Linked DNA regions of Bos taurus: region 2 is linked to region 1. Evidence: chromatin contacts called from public Hi-C data. All regions are on one chromosome and are shown on one strand. Each heading gives the region's core, a stretch centred on a gene start, on an enhancer-like site or on the middle of the called end of the contact. The rest is flanking DNA. Distances are from core to core; before and after follow the strand shown.

The links. A called contact is a pair of places that touch in the nucleus more often than the background predicts.
Region 2: a contact with region 1 is called in a Hi-C map of skin fibroblasts, with 2.2 times the contacts expected there. The contact joins the promoter of GM2A here to the enhancer-like site in region 1. A contact is called at or near these places in 4 of 11 Hi-C or Micro-C datasets (liver, skeletal muscle, skin fibroblasts and 1 more).

Annotation. Positions count from the first base shown.
Region 1 is chr7:62,430,176-62,436,603 of ARS-UCD2.0, reverse strand. It overlaps CCDC69 (coiled-coil domain containing 69), which reads left to right. Exons shown (of 9, transcript NM_001206624.1): 9 at 1-2,113. The coding sequence ends at 4. Among named protein-coding and RNA genes, the nearest start is that of ANXA6, 29 kb to the right of the region's middle. Within about 2 kb of position 3,888, at least 1 of the 102 cell types and tissues checked has an H3K27ac peak or open chromatin away from gene starts, as enhancers often do. A contact at or near this core is called in skin fibroblasts, where this site is marked.
Region 2 is chr7:62,492,163-62,498,590 of ARS-UCD2.0, reverse strand. GM2A (ganglioside GM2 activator) reads right to left here and starts at 2,644. Exons shown (of 4, transcript NM_001205547.3): 1 at 2,415-2,644. The coding sequence starts at 2,504.

The sequences.
Region 1 (6,428 bases), core at 2,639-5,138:
ATAGGGCCTGGGCCTCTAGGATGCCTGCGGTCACAGCTTCCTCTCCAGGACCTAGTAGAGAAGGCAGCAGGGGCCTCTTGTCCTTTTCCCAGAAGGGGATCAGGGCAGGAGTGACACGGGGAGCCAGGGTGTGTGCCCAGCAGGCCCTGGGGGCTTGGGCCACACAGAATCACCTGGGGGCTGCTTAGGCCCCGAGCAGCGCCCTCCCTCGAGCCGGTGCAGAGGACAAGCGAGAGGAATCCTTTTGTTCCCCGCCCCACCCCGACCCTTCTCTCTGTTCAGGTCAGGGAGTACTGAGGCTTTCCCCAGGGGCAACCGTGCCACACTGGGCATCCGACCAAGAGGGAACACACCCCTGGTCCTAACTTGTCAGCTTTGCTGCCAGCTCCTCAGTGACCTAACTTGCCCCAGCCACCTCACCCCGCCTGGCCTTTCCTCAGCCTGTAAACCAGTTAGGGCAACTGAACAGACCGCCCTTGAGTCACTCACTGTTCCATTCTAGACTTGTCTGAAGGTCAGACTAGGGGCTGGGGGGTCAGCAGGGAAGGGTGGAGACCGCACGCTGTGAAATCAAAGTGGGGAGGCACTGGAGTCCCTTGCCCCCTGGGCAGAGCATCGGGCACGCCACCGGCCCCAGGCCCAGAGTCTGGTCCATCCAAGGGCTAAGGCCAGAGCTCCTCCTCCTGGACCAGGCAGGGTTCACTTGGCACCTTCCTGCTCCCGCAGCCTCAGCACCATCAGGACTCGGGTGCCCCCTAGTGGATTTAAGTACCCTCAACAGCCAGAGCTGGAACCTCATCCCCATGCAGATGAGGAAACCGAGGCGGGGAGAGGGACCCAGAGCCAGGACTGGGGCTCATCTGTCATCTGAGCGTACTTTGTCTTCCTCCCTGAAGTCTAGGAGGTCAGGTATGAGACGTGGTCTTTCTCCTTGCTCTGTTTGCCCCACCCTGACCAGTCTCTCAGTCCTGCTGTCCACTCAGTCCCTTCTAGCACCCCGACCCCAGGCCTGTAGATCCTGGCCCTCAGCCTCCCCATCAGTGCAGAGGGATGGCTGGAGGAACTAACCTCGGCAGGCCTGTCCAAGCCTGACCATCTGTGGATTCAAGATTCTTCTCAGGAAGCACTGGGTCATCTGGAGACAGTAACAATCCCGTCTCTGTATCAGCATTTTGATTAAATGCCTTCACATACACCTCACTCCCCTTCTGTGAAAGATCCTCCAAGCAGCTTCTTTCCAAGCTTTAGCAGAGGGCACACTGAGATCACAAGATCCAGTGGGCCTTGCCTGAGGTTCCCAGCCCCCAGGGGCCAGCGTGTAGGAAAGGTCGACTCATGGGAACAGAGGTTTCCTGCATCAACCCAGACCGCTTTCTTCATTCCCCTCCATCTGGGCTTCATCCATTTCTCCTTCTAGGTATTCAGATGTAACTCTGCTTCTCCAAACCTGTGCAAACACATTATCCAGGAGCCTTGGGGACAGCTCTGGATGTGAATGGTCACAACCGATAAAAGAAGGGGTGGCCAAGTAATTTGGGAAACTCTAAGTTCACTCAAGTTACACAGCTCTGCTGTTGGCTCAGACAGCTAAGAATCCACCCACAATGCAGGAGACCTGGGTTTAATCCTTGGGCTGGGAAGATCCCCTGGAGGAGGGCATGGCAACCCACACCAGTATTCTTGGCTGGAGAATCCCATAGAGAGGAGCCTGCCAGGCTAGAGTCCATGGGGTCGCAAATAGTCAGACATGACTGAGCAACTAACCACACAGGTTCACTCAAGTTACACAGCTCTGCAAACTGCAGGACTTTTCAGATCCTTTAATATGCTAATGTGCATTGCAAATTCACAAAGAAGGAGCCAAGAATCCAGCGTCTCTTAAACATCTTTAACCAAGTTTCTCCCCCAACCTGAGCTCTTCAGGCTGCAGAATGCAAATTAGAAAACATTGTTCTAATTGAGAAGGGCCGGGCCAGGCTGGAGAAGGGGCAGGTTGAGGGAGGTGGGGTTTCCCTCGTGTAGCCTGTGGTGGCTGTGAAGAGGTGAGCTGTGGTCATACCTTCACCCTGGGGCAGGCAAGCTATGGAAAATAAAAAGAACACGTGATACTGCATTCATCTGGCCTTGCTTTCCTGGGAGAGAGAGGAAGTGGGTCTTTACACAAAGCCTCTGCTGGGGGCAGCATTCCTTGCTGAGTAAGTCTTGGGAGCTGAGGGACTCACCAGCAGTTCTGGACTTCTCAGGAACTGGCATCCCATGGGCCCTGGCCTTACCCAGGCTTGGTGTTGGGGCTGAGGCTGGAGTAAAGGCTGGCTCAAATGCTGCCTGTCAGAATAGGCCAAGGCTTGGAGTGAGGCCCTGAGGCTGAAACAAGAAGTGAAAGCACTGATGGGCTGGCAGAGTGTAAGGGTGATGGTGAAGGTTCTTTCTGCTTTTTAGGGGCACCTCCTAGAAAATCCCATGGACGGAGGAGCCTGGTAGGCTGCAGTCCATGGGGTCGCTAAGAGTCGGACACGACTGAGCGAATTCACTTTCACTTTTCACTTTCATCCATTGGAGAAGGAAATGGCAACCCACTCCAGTGTTCTTGCCTGGAGAATCCCAGGGACGGGAAGCCTGGTGGGCTGCTGTCTATGGGTCACACACAGTCTGATACGACTGAAGCGACTTAGCAGCAGTAGCAGCCTTGGCATCAAAACCACCAAGGTTCACACAGTTACCTACCCCTGCTTCTACCCGCTGCTCTACACCTGGATGCCAGGGGTCAGGGTGCAGGGGGACACAAGGACATGGGTGGTAGCTGTCCCCACACCCTGGGGTTCCTGGCCTGGCAGGTATCAATGGCAGCATCCCTGGCCTAGGTCTTTTCCACACAGAGGGTGCTCCCTGCATCCCACCTGGCTCTCCTAGCACATCGTGTATCGCTGTGGGCCTGGCGCTGACATCAGGGGGTGGGCCCAGCTGCAGGGACAAAATTTTACTGTCTATCAGCTGCCCCATGTGCTGTCTCTGCATGGGGCATGGTGGGCAGGTAAGAGGCACAGTGAGAGAATAGTGACGTGGCCACCGTCACACGTCAGTATCAGAGCACCTGAAAGGCCAGGTGTCTGTGGACAAAGATAAGCTGTTCAGGTCCCTGGAGAGAAGCTGAGGGCTCCTCCCCAGTGGAGGAGAGACATAAGGTAACTCGGTACTTCCTGGAATGGGTTTTGTCGCACTCTTCTGTACCAAGATCGCTGAAGCTCGGATGGCGGGTTTAGGGGAGAAAGAAGGGTCTGCCATGGAGAGAAGGGGAGAGACATGGGTACACACATGTTGAACTGATTGTTAGAATGGTTGGAATAAAGATCTGAGTTGGAGCCTGAACAAAATAGCTGGGTATGAGGACATAGAGCTCACCTCCCCCCACAAACACACCAAAAACACATCTACGTGTGCAATAAGCCTCTCAGAATTCTATCTGGAAACTGGAAGAGTTCCTGTGTAACCAAGGCTACGAAAAGATTCCCACAGAATCAGGTAGGACGGGAAGAAAAGCACTGGGTGAGCACCTGTGACCCTGGGAGGGGACTGAGAAGGAAATCTGATCACACGAGTGGACACTCATCCTGGGGAGTGAGCGGGTGGAGCCACAGACTGGACGTTCCAGTCCTAGGGTCCCACACAGAAGGGACAAGCCTTTGTGGCTGCCTGGAGAACCAGTGGGACTGACAGAAATGCTGGCAGAGCCTAGACTCCACTCATGAGGAGTACATGGGTGCTGACCTGTCAATAGACAGGGCAGAGAGGTCTGCCCTAGCAACAACCACCTCACCGATCTGAGCGAATGCCCGGCCCCACTCAGTCCACACCACAGCCTGGCACTGGGTCTAGGACAGCCAGGATCTGGGAACAGAGCGTCTAGGGATGCAGAGGCGACCCGTGGGCCTGGAGTGTGTGTGGTCCAGGTGGGGCAGCAGTGGCCACTGTGGCACCTGCTCTAACAGCATCACATGGTCTTATAATAGCTGTAAATGGAGTACAATATGTAAAAGTTTTGATTCACTATGTTGTACGCTTTTAACATGTCATATACTAACCATACTCCAATTAAAAATTATGAAAATGAAACTTTAACAGAGGGAGACATTGGTCCCATCCACTGCCACCTCTAAAGTGGGGAACTGAATGCAGTGTCCCCTAGGCCAGGGGGTTGCTCATCTGACAGGGAAGCAGAACTGGCCAATAGCTGCACAGCTGTGCCATCTCATATAATCCTCCCTGAGGATGAAGAAGAGCTCCTCTGGGTCTGGAAGGAGAGAATGAGCTTGCCTGACTTCTAGCTTCCTGATGTTCTACCACTACCTACAAGCAGGAGGTCCCTGGTGGGGACTTGAAATCCCGCTTTTCCTCCCCATCCCCATTCTCCATGCTCCTTGCTCTCTTATATGGGGTCCTGCACTGAAGACTAAAAACCAGTTTACCAGTTTCAGTTTGTCATCAGTTTGCTGTGCATCTGCAGTCTCCCTCCCTTTCTGATCTTAGTGTTTTCGTTTATACAATGACGGTGTTCATACCAGTTGGTCTCTAAAGGGCCCTTTGTGAAAAACATCACTGGAAGTACTGAACTAGAAGTCCAGGTTTCTGATTTGATTCCTAACCTTGCCACCTGCTAGCTGTGGGACCTTAAACAAATCCCTTTCTTCCTGTGAGCCTTGGTTGTTTATCAAGTGGAAGCAATAATCCTACTCTGGCCTATTTTGCAGAGCTGATAAGAAGCAAATGAGATACTGGATATGAGACGCCAGGCCTGTGGGAGGCAAACATTCGTCAAACTCTTTCATGGTACTCTGAGCAACACAATCTCAAATCAGATTCTTCGGTACATCATGGTGCAGTGAGTAGGAATTCTGAATATCTGGGGACCAGTTTTCTAGAGCAGTGCTACCAATAGAACTTTCTGCACTGGCATCTGTGTTGCTGAATATGTAACCACTAGTCACATGTAGCGGAGAAGGCAATGGCACCCCACTCCAGTACTCTTGCCTGGAAAATCCCATGGACAGAGGAACCTGGTAGGCTGCAGTCCATGGGGTCCCTAAGAGTCGGACACGACTGAGTGACTTCACTTTGACTTTTCACTTTCATCCATTGGAGAAGGAAATGGCAACCCATTCCAGTGTTCTTGCCTGGAGAATCCCAGGGACGGGGGAGCCTGGTGGGCTGCCGTCTATGGGGTTGCACAGAGTCGGACACGACTGAAGTGACTTAGCAGCAGCAGTCACATGTAGCTATAGGGCTCTTCAAATGTAGCTAGTGCAACTTGGGAACAGGATTTTAAGCTTTTAGTTAATTTGGATTTAAATAGCCACATCTGTTAAAAGCCTTCTGTATTGGGTGAAGCAGCTCAGAGGTAGACAAATGCATAGATTTCTTAACTTTGGCTGCACAGTAGAGTCACTGAGGTGCTTGTAAGATAACCAATTCCTGGGCCCCACCTCCAGACCAAACCCATTGGAACATGGCTTGAGGTGAGGATTTAGTGCCAGTAGTTTTAAAGTTCCCCAGTTGGGGACTTCCCTAGTGATCCAGTGGCTAAGACTCCATGCTTCCAATGCAGGAGCCCAGGTTCGATCTCTGTTCAGGGAACTAGATCCCGCATGCTGTAACTAAGAGTTCACATGCAGCAATGAAGACAGAAGATCCTGTGTGCCGCAACTAGGACCTGGCACAGCAAAATAATAAATCAATAAAAAATATTAAAAAGAAAACTCCCCAGGTGACCCTACTGTGCAGCTATAGTTGAGACACACTGCTTATCAAATCTTCCTGAAGATTGAAATCACCTATAGGACTTGTTAGGCTTCTAGAATCTGTCCAGACTTAATGGCAGGGGGGGTCTAAGAATCTGTTTTTAACAGCCTCCCAAGTGATGCTGATAGTCATGGTCAAGACCTTCTAAACTGGATCATCGTTACTGTTACGGTTGGAATTGAGTAAGAGAGAGACACCGTTGAGTCTAGAAGAGTCACCTCTTTCCTCTGTTGGACAAAGGTGGACCCTGACTCCCCCGTTCCACGTGAAACTAACCATAAATCCCAGAATGTCACAAGAAGGATCTTAGAGAACCGCTAGTGCAGCTCCCTCAGTTTACAGGTGGGTCTAAGAAGAGATACTTAAGGCAGGTGTGAAGGACTTTCTGAGTTGAGGTTCTTGGAGACCCTGACTCCAGGGCCCTTGTGAAGACGCAGGTCTTTCCCTGGTGGCCCTCTCCTTCTGCATTCATGCTGTCCTGGCAGTGCAGAGCCCAGCAGCTGTATTTCCCTGTGTCTGTACCCACGGAGTCTCTCAGCTGAACTGACTGTGCTGGCTTCATTCTGGGGTGCTAGCTTGGGTGGGCAGGAAATGGGCAAGAGCTGAGACACCTAGTGAGCAGCATTTGTTCAGCT
Region 2 (6,428 bases), core at 1,395-3,894, 63 kb before region 1:
AGTGGGAAAACTGGTAAAATCCAAATGGAAGTCTGAAAGTTGAGCTAGTGTGAACGTACCTCTGTTGGTTTCTCGTCTTGACAAATGTACCATGGTAATGCTTGTGTGAAAGTGAAGTCGCGCAGTCGTGTCTGACTCTTTTCGACCCCATGGACTGTAGCCTACCAGGCTTCTCCGTCCATAGGGTTTTCCAGGCAAAAATACTGGAGTGGGTTGCCATTTCCTTCTCCAGGGGATCTTCCCGACCCAGGGATTGAACCCAGGTCTCCTGCACTGTAGGCAGACTCTTTACCGTCTGAGCCACCAGGGAATTCCAATGGATGTGTACGTGCGTGCTAAATCGCTTCAGTTGTGTCCGACTCTGCGACCCCATGGACTGTAGCCTGCCGGGCTCCTCTGTCCATGGGATTCTCCAGGCAAGAATACTGGAGTGGGTTGCCGTGCCCTCCTCCAGAGGACCTTCCTGACCTAGGGATCAAACCTGAGTCTCCTGCATTGACAGGTGGTTTCTTTACCACTGAGCCACTGGGGAAGCCCCATGGTGGTAAAAAGATGCTAACAGGGTAAACCAAGTGAGGGGTATGTGGGAATTCTATACTTTCTTTGCAACTTTTCTGTATGTCTATAATTATTCCCCTAAAGTAAGCTTATCAGGGGAAAAAAAGCACATGGATCAACACACAGCACATAGTGTGTGCACAGTAAATGATATCAACAGTATCAGAGTGTCTATTAAGCACCTATTGTATGCCCAATCTGGGGCAAGACATTCTCCCCTGTTATCTAAGGCTCACCACAGCCTAGGGCCATGAGACCCACTTAATGCTAGAAGAGGAACTGGAACTCAGTCTAGTTTCCTCATGCTCACTGCTCACTGTCACCTCAAGCCTTCCTGTGGCCCAGGGTCTCAGGGTCAGGGTTCCAAATCACATGAGCCCGGAGAAAACCCAGACAATAGAAGACAAGGATGGAAAGAAGTACCCATTACTGTGGAATCTCAGATGAGCACCATTCTCCCTGGGGCTGAGTAAGGTGGGTTAACTCCCTGATGTCTCATGGCCTCTCCAAAACTGCCAACCTAAGACACTCTGGTCTGGGATGGCATCCACACCCAAGATATGCAGGAGAGCAGGAACACAGGGAAAGTTCCAGCCTTAGCTAGATTCCACCCCATAGTAGTCAGATCTGGAGCCCAGAGAAACATTCGCAACCTACACTCAGGGACTAACTGTGAATTCTCTGGGACAATAAAGCCAAGAGCTCTTTGCTCCTCCATTCAATTGGCAAAATAGACTCTTTGCCCTTAGGGAGGGTGAGACTGAGCATACTGGCTTCTATCACTTCCTAAGTTTAAGATTTAAGAGCTTTTCCATCCAGGGAAGCATTTCCCTTCATCCACAACCACTGATAAAGGCAGGCTGGTGTTATCAAGCCCATTTTACAGATGAGGAGACCAAGGCTTAAGGAGCCCAAACGCCACGCCCATGGATTAGAGACAGAGGAGGGATCAGAAGCCAAGTCTCCTAGTCCTATTCCTCTTTCCCCTATACCTCCCTATTCCTGGCTCTGACAAACATTTGCAAGCTGGTTGGCGGGAGGGTACCTAGGGTAGGACTCTCTCTTTGCTGCCAAAGATATCAAGTATCTGACCCTTAGCTGTGCAGCAGAGGCCATGGAATTAGGCTTCTCTACTCAGAATGACAGAACTTCCCTTTCCCAAGGATCTGCAAGTGTCTGACCCCTAGCTGTGCAGCAGAGGCCAGGGAATTAGGCTTCTCTACTCAGAATGACAGAACTTCCCTTTCCCAAGGATCTGGAGCACAGTGACTGAGATGACAAGGGGGAAATTTGTAGGTTGGACCCTCTCCATGACTCACACCCAGGAGTGGGGCCGCAGCTTTGTTGCCAGAGGAGCAAGTCTGGACCTTCTGGCCTGAAGAGCCTCTCAGAACCAGCCACCCACCAGAACAGGCAGCGCCTCAGAGAAGTACAGAGGGGAGCAGTTGGGTGCCAGGCCTTCTCACGGGGTAAAAGAGGGGACAAGTAAATGGGGCTAAGTCTCTGGGCCTGGGAGTAGAGAACTGGTCTTGCAATTCTACAAAACTTCACTCAGACATTTGGAAAGAGGACAGGAGAGTACAGGAGAGAGTGAGATTAATCCTTCCAAAACAATTTGGAGCAGAGCAAGGCCTTACAGCCCGCCTTCTGTCCAGATAGGGAAACCAAAATCCAAATGAAACGCGCTGAGAGAAAAGAACCCACTCAGAGTCCCACGATTAGTGACTTTGGGAAGTTCTACTGCAAAAAAGTAATTCTAGAGACCGGAGAGGCTACCTCCTTATCCCACCCTAAGCCGCACAGCCCGAGCTCGGCAGGGATGCTAGCAGCAGCCTCCTAAAGGAGAGAGCACTCACCCGGTTCTGGAGAATGCGTGCAGGAAGCGCTGGGCCGGCAAGAAGCAAGCCCAGGGAGACCAGGAAGGGAGCCTGCAACAGGGGGCTCATCGTAAAGGGTGGGTCCTCGCCTGGTTAACTGCAGTTTCGTGGAGGCGACGACTCTGTTAAATACCTGCCCGTGTTTGTTATGCAAAGCTGTGCATTGCTATGCAAAGCTGTGCATTGCTATGCAAAGCTGAATGAGGCCACTTCCCACTGTGCCCCGCCCCCTCCGGATCTGCGATTTCGGGGCCGGGGATTGGACAGAGCTCTCCCGGCCCCACCCCCTAGAGGTTCCTCGTTTAGACCCTCGCTTCACGCGTGGGCGTCAGGCCTCGCCTTCGGAGGATGAAGGCGGTGCCTGAAGAAGAAAGGGAAGGGGCGGGGGCGGGGCGGGGGCGGGGCGGGGGCGGGGAATGAGTGCGCGACCGGGGAGGGAACTCGAGGGAGGGACGAAACTTGACTGGGATGGGCCAGAGTGCGAGGGAGGGGCGGGGTTTTTGCTTCTGAACTCACCGCTGTTACCGTCACTCACTGCTGGAAGCACCATCATATTTTCACATCCAAGTCTTTCTTGACAAAAATGTCTTGTTCCCTGTCTATACTACGCTTCCCCATAGCCGCGTTACAAATCACTGTCTTTTTAATAATTATTATAATGATAACTAACAATTTATTAAGTGCTTTAATGCATGCCAAGCACTGTAAAATAGGGACTCTATTTTTTTGCTCCATTTTACCACTGAAGAAACATACACGATATGGTAAGTTAGCTTTGCCAAGCTCACATGACTAAGAACTGATAGAGCAAGGATTCTGCTTATATATGTCTCATCAGCCAAGATTTCCTTAAGCTAGTACACTTTGTAGTTCAGGTTCGATATTTTTAAAAAGCAGTGGGTATACTATTCCTGCCAAATTACTACTAGATTGTAAACCCCACAGGGGGTAAAACCGTGGCTTATGGTCACCAGTAATGTGTACCCAGTGCCTGACACATAATAGGCAATCAATCTTTATTGAATAAATGAACGCATGAATAGAATTTAAAACAACCTAATCATCTTTTGGAGAAGGAAATGGCAACCCACTCCAGTGTTCTTGCCTGGAGAATCCCAGGGATGGGGGAGCCTGGTGGGCTGCTGTCTGTGGGGTCACACAGAGTCGGACATGACTGAAGTGACTTAGCAGCAGCAGCAGCAATCATCTTTTAAAAGAAATATTTTATTTTGGAATTAATTTATGTTACAGAAAAGTTGCCAAAATAACCACAAAACTCTCTCCTAGTTTTCCCTATTGTTAACATTAAGATATAAGGGTATTTTTTATAAAAACTAAGAACTCGCATTGATGTATTAACTAAGCTCCAGATTTCACCTAATCTTTTAATATGTTTTTGTGATTGCACATCTTCCTCCCATTCTGATAACCCCTTCCCTCTCTCATCTAGCACAACCTCTTCATTATACATAAGTGCAATTTCAGGCCCCCTGAGTGAGAGGCCTTGTCTAATGTCACATGCATGTATTCTAAGCCACTTCAGTTGCGTCCGACTTTTTGCGACCCTGTGGACTGTATGTAGCCCGCCAGGCTCCTCTGTCCCTGGGATTTTCCAGGCAAGAATACTGGAGTGTGTTGCCATGCCAAGGTATGGTATGTCATGCCATGCCATGCCTCCTTCAGGGGATCTTCCCAACCCAAGGATCAAACCCGAGTCTCCTGCAATTCCTGCATTGCAGGCAGATTCTTAACCACTGGGCCACTGGGGAAGCTCCCAATGTCACATAGCAGGAACAAAACTAGAACACACTTCTCCTGAAGCTGTTCTCAAAGAGGTATAAGACGTGTCCTTGGGACTGTGCTCCTTGGTGGACGTGTAGGTGGTGGATGACCTGGAGCCTCACTGGGAAGCCACAAGGGGGCTGTACAACTCTCTTCCAGCAGCGTTCCTGCTTCCTCTTTGCACCTGTCAAGGCCCCACTACCCTATTATCCACTTGTATGGTCAGGCCCCATACGATGGCTCCTCTCTTGCTTCTGTATATCCCCTGCCCGATCTGGCCCTGCCTCACCCTTATATTATCTGCATGATTATCTCCCCTTCCTAAAGTGAAAATTATTTCATTTTAAAAGTTTTTAATTTTATTTTGGAGTAAAGTTGATTAGCAATATTATGATAGCTTCAGGAGTAAAGCAGAGTAATTCAGTTTTACATATATTGTATCCGCTCCTTTTCAAAATTTTTTCCCATTTAGATTATAACAGAGTATTAAGCAGAGTTCCCCTGTACTGTACAGTAGGTCCTTGTTGATTATCCATTTTAAATATAGCAATGTGTACATGTAAGTTCCAAACTATCCACACCAGTCCCTGTAACAATAAGTTCTTTCTCTAAGTCATGAGTCTGTTTCTGTTTGGTAAATATGTTCATTTGTATCATTTTTTTTTTAGATTTTGCATATAATGGATATCATGAGATATTTCTCTTTTTCTGTCTGACTTACTTCACTCAGTATGACAATCTCTAGGTTCATTTATGTTGCCTCAAATGGTTGTTTTTTAATAGCTAAGTAATATTCCCTTATATATATATATATATATATATGTATATAAGGTGAAAGTTTAATCAACAGTTACCTGCATGATCAGCTGGTATGCATGTTCATGCTCAGTTGTGTCCGACTCTTTGCAACCCCATGGACTGAAGCCCACCAGGCTTCTCTGTCCATGGGATTTTCCAGGCAAGGATACTGGAGTGGATTCAAACCCATGTCTCCTTCCTCTCCTGCATTGGCAGGCGGATTCTTTACCAATGAGCCACCTAGGAAGCCTGTGTGATCAAGATAATAATGTTTTTAGCCCTCTAACCAGAACAACTCCAGCATGTTCAATCATTCATGGGAAACAGTGACTGCCTGCAAGGATTGTGTACCAAAAGAGCTGTGGGAGAAGTGAGTTACAAGTCCCCCTGGCATCCAAGGAGCCCTTTTGATGTCATGCCCACTGCAACTAGTAACCTCCTCCTCCCCTGTGTAGTGGAGATTGCAGCTGTGTCATGCCTTCTGCCAATGGTACTCTGTGGGGGATCGTTCCAGGTCCTTTGCCTCTGATTTGTAAGATTCCCTGTCCAATAGTTGATGTCTGTGTCTCTGACTCCTTCGGGGTTCCTTCTTCAGTATCAGAGCTAGGTGATGGCAAAGATTGCAGGACTGCAGAGTGCAGCCCTACACCATTTCCTTCCAGCTCCTAAAGACTCCATTCCCTCAGCCTCAGGCACACTCCTTCACGCAAGATGTCAATCAGTTCTGTTCAGTCAGTCAGTCATGTCTGACTCTTTGCGACCCCATGGACTGCAGCACGCCAGACCTCCCTGTTCATCACCAACTCCCGGAGCTTGCTCAAACTCATGTCCATCGAGTCAGGATGCCATCCAACCATCTCATCCTCTGTCATCTCCTTCTTCTCCCACCTTCAATCTTTCCCAGCATCAGGGTCTTTTCCAATGAGTCAGTTCTTCACATCGGGTGGCCAAAGTACTGGAGTTTCAGCTTCAGCATCAGTCCTTCCAATGAATATTCAGGACTGATTTCCTTTAGGATTAACTGGTTTGATCTCCTTGCAATTCAAGGGACTCTCAAGAGTCTTCTCCACCACCACAGTTCAAAAGCATCAAATCTTTGGCGCTTAGCTTTCTTTATAGACCAACTCCTACATCCACACATGATTACTGGAAAAACCATAGCTTTGACTAGACAGACCTCTTTTGGCAAAGTAATGTCTCTGCTTTTTAATATGCTGTCTAGTTTGGTCATAGCTTTTCTTCCACGGTGCAAATGTCTTTTAATTTCATGGCGGCAGTCACCATCTGCAGTGATTTTGAAGCCCAAGGAAATAAAGTCTGTCACTGTTTCCATTGCTTCCCCATCTATTTGCCATGAAGTGATGGGACCAGATGCCATGATCTTAACTTTTTGAATGTTGAGTTTTAAGCCAG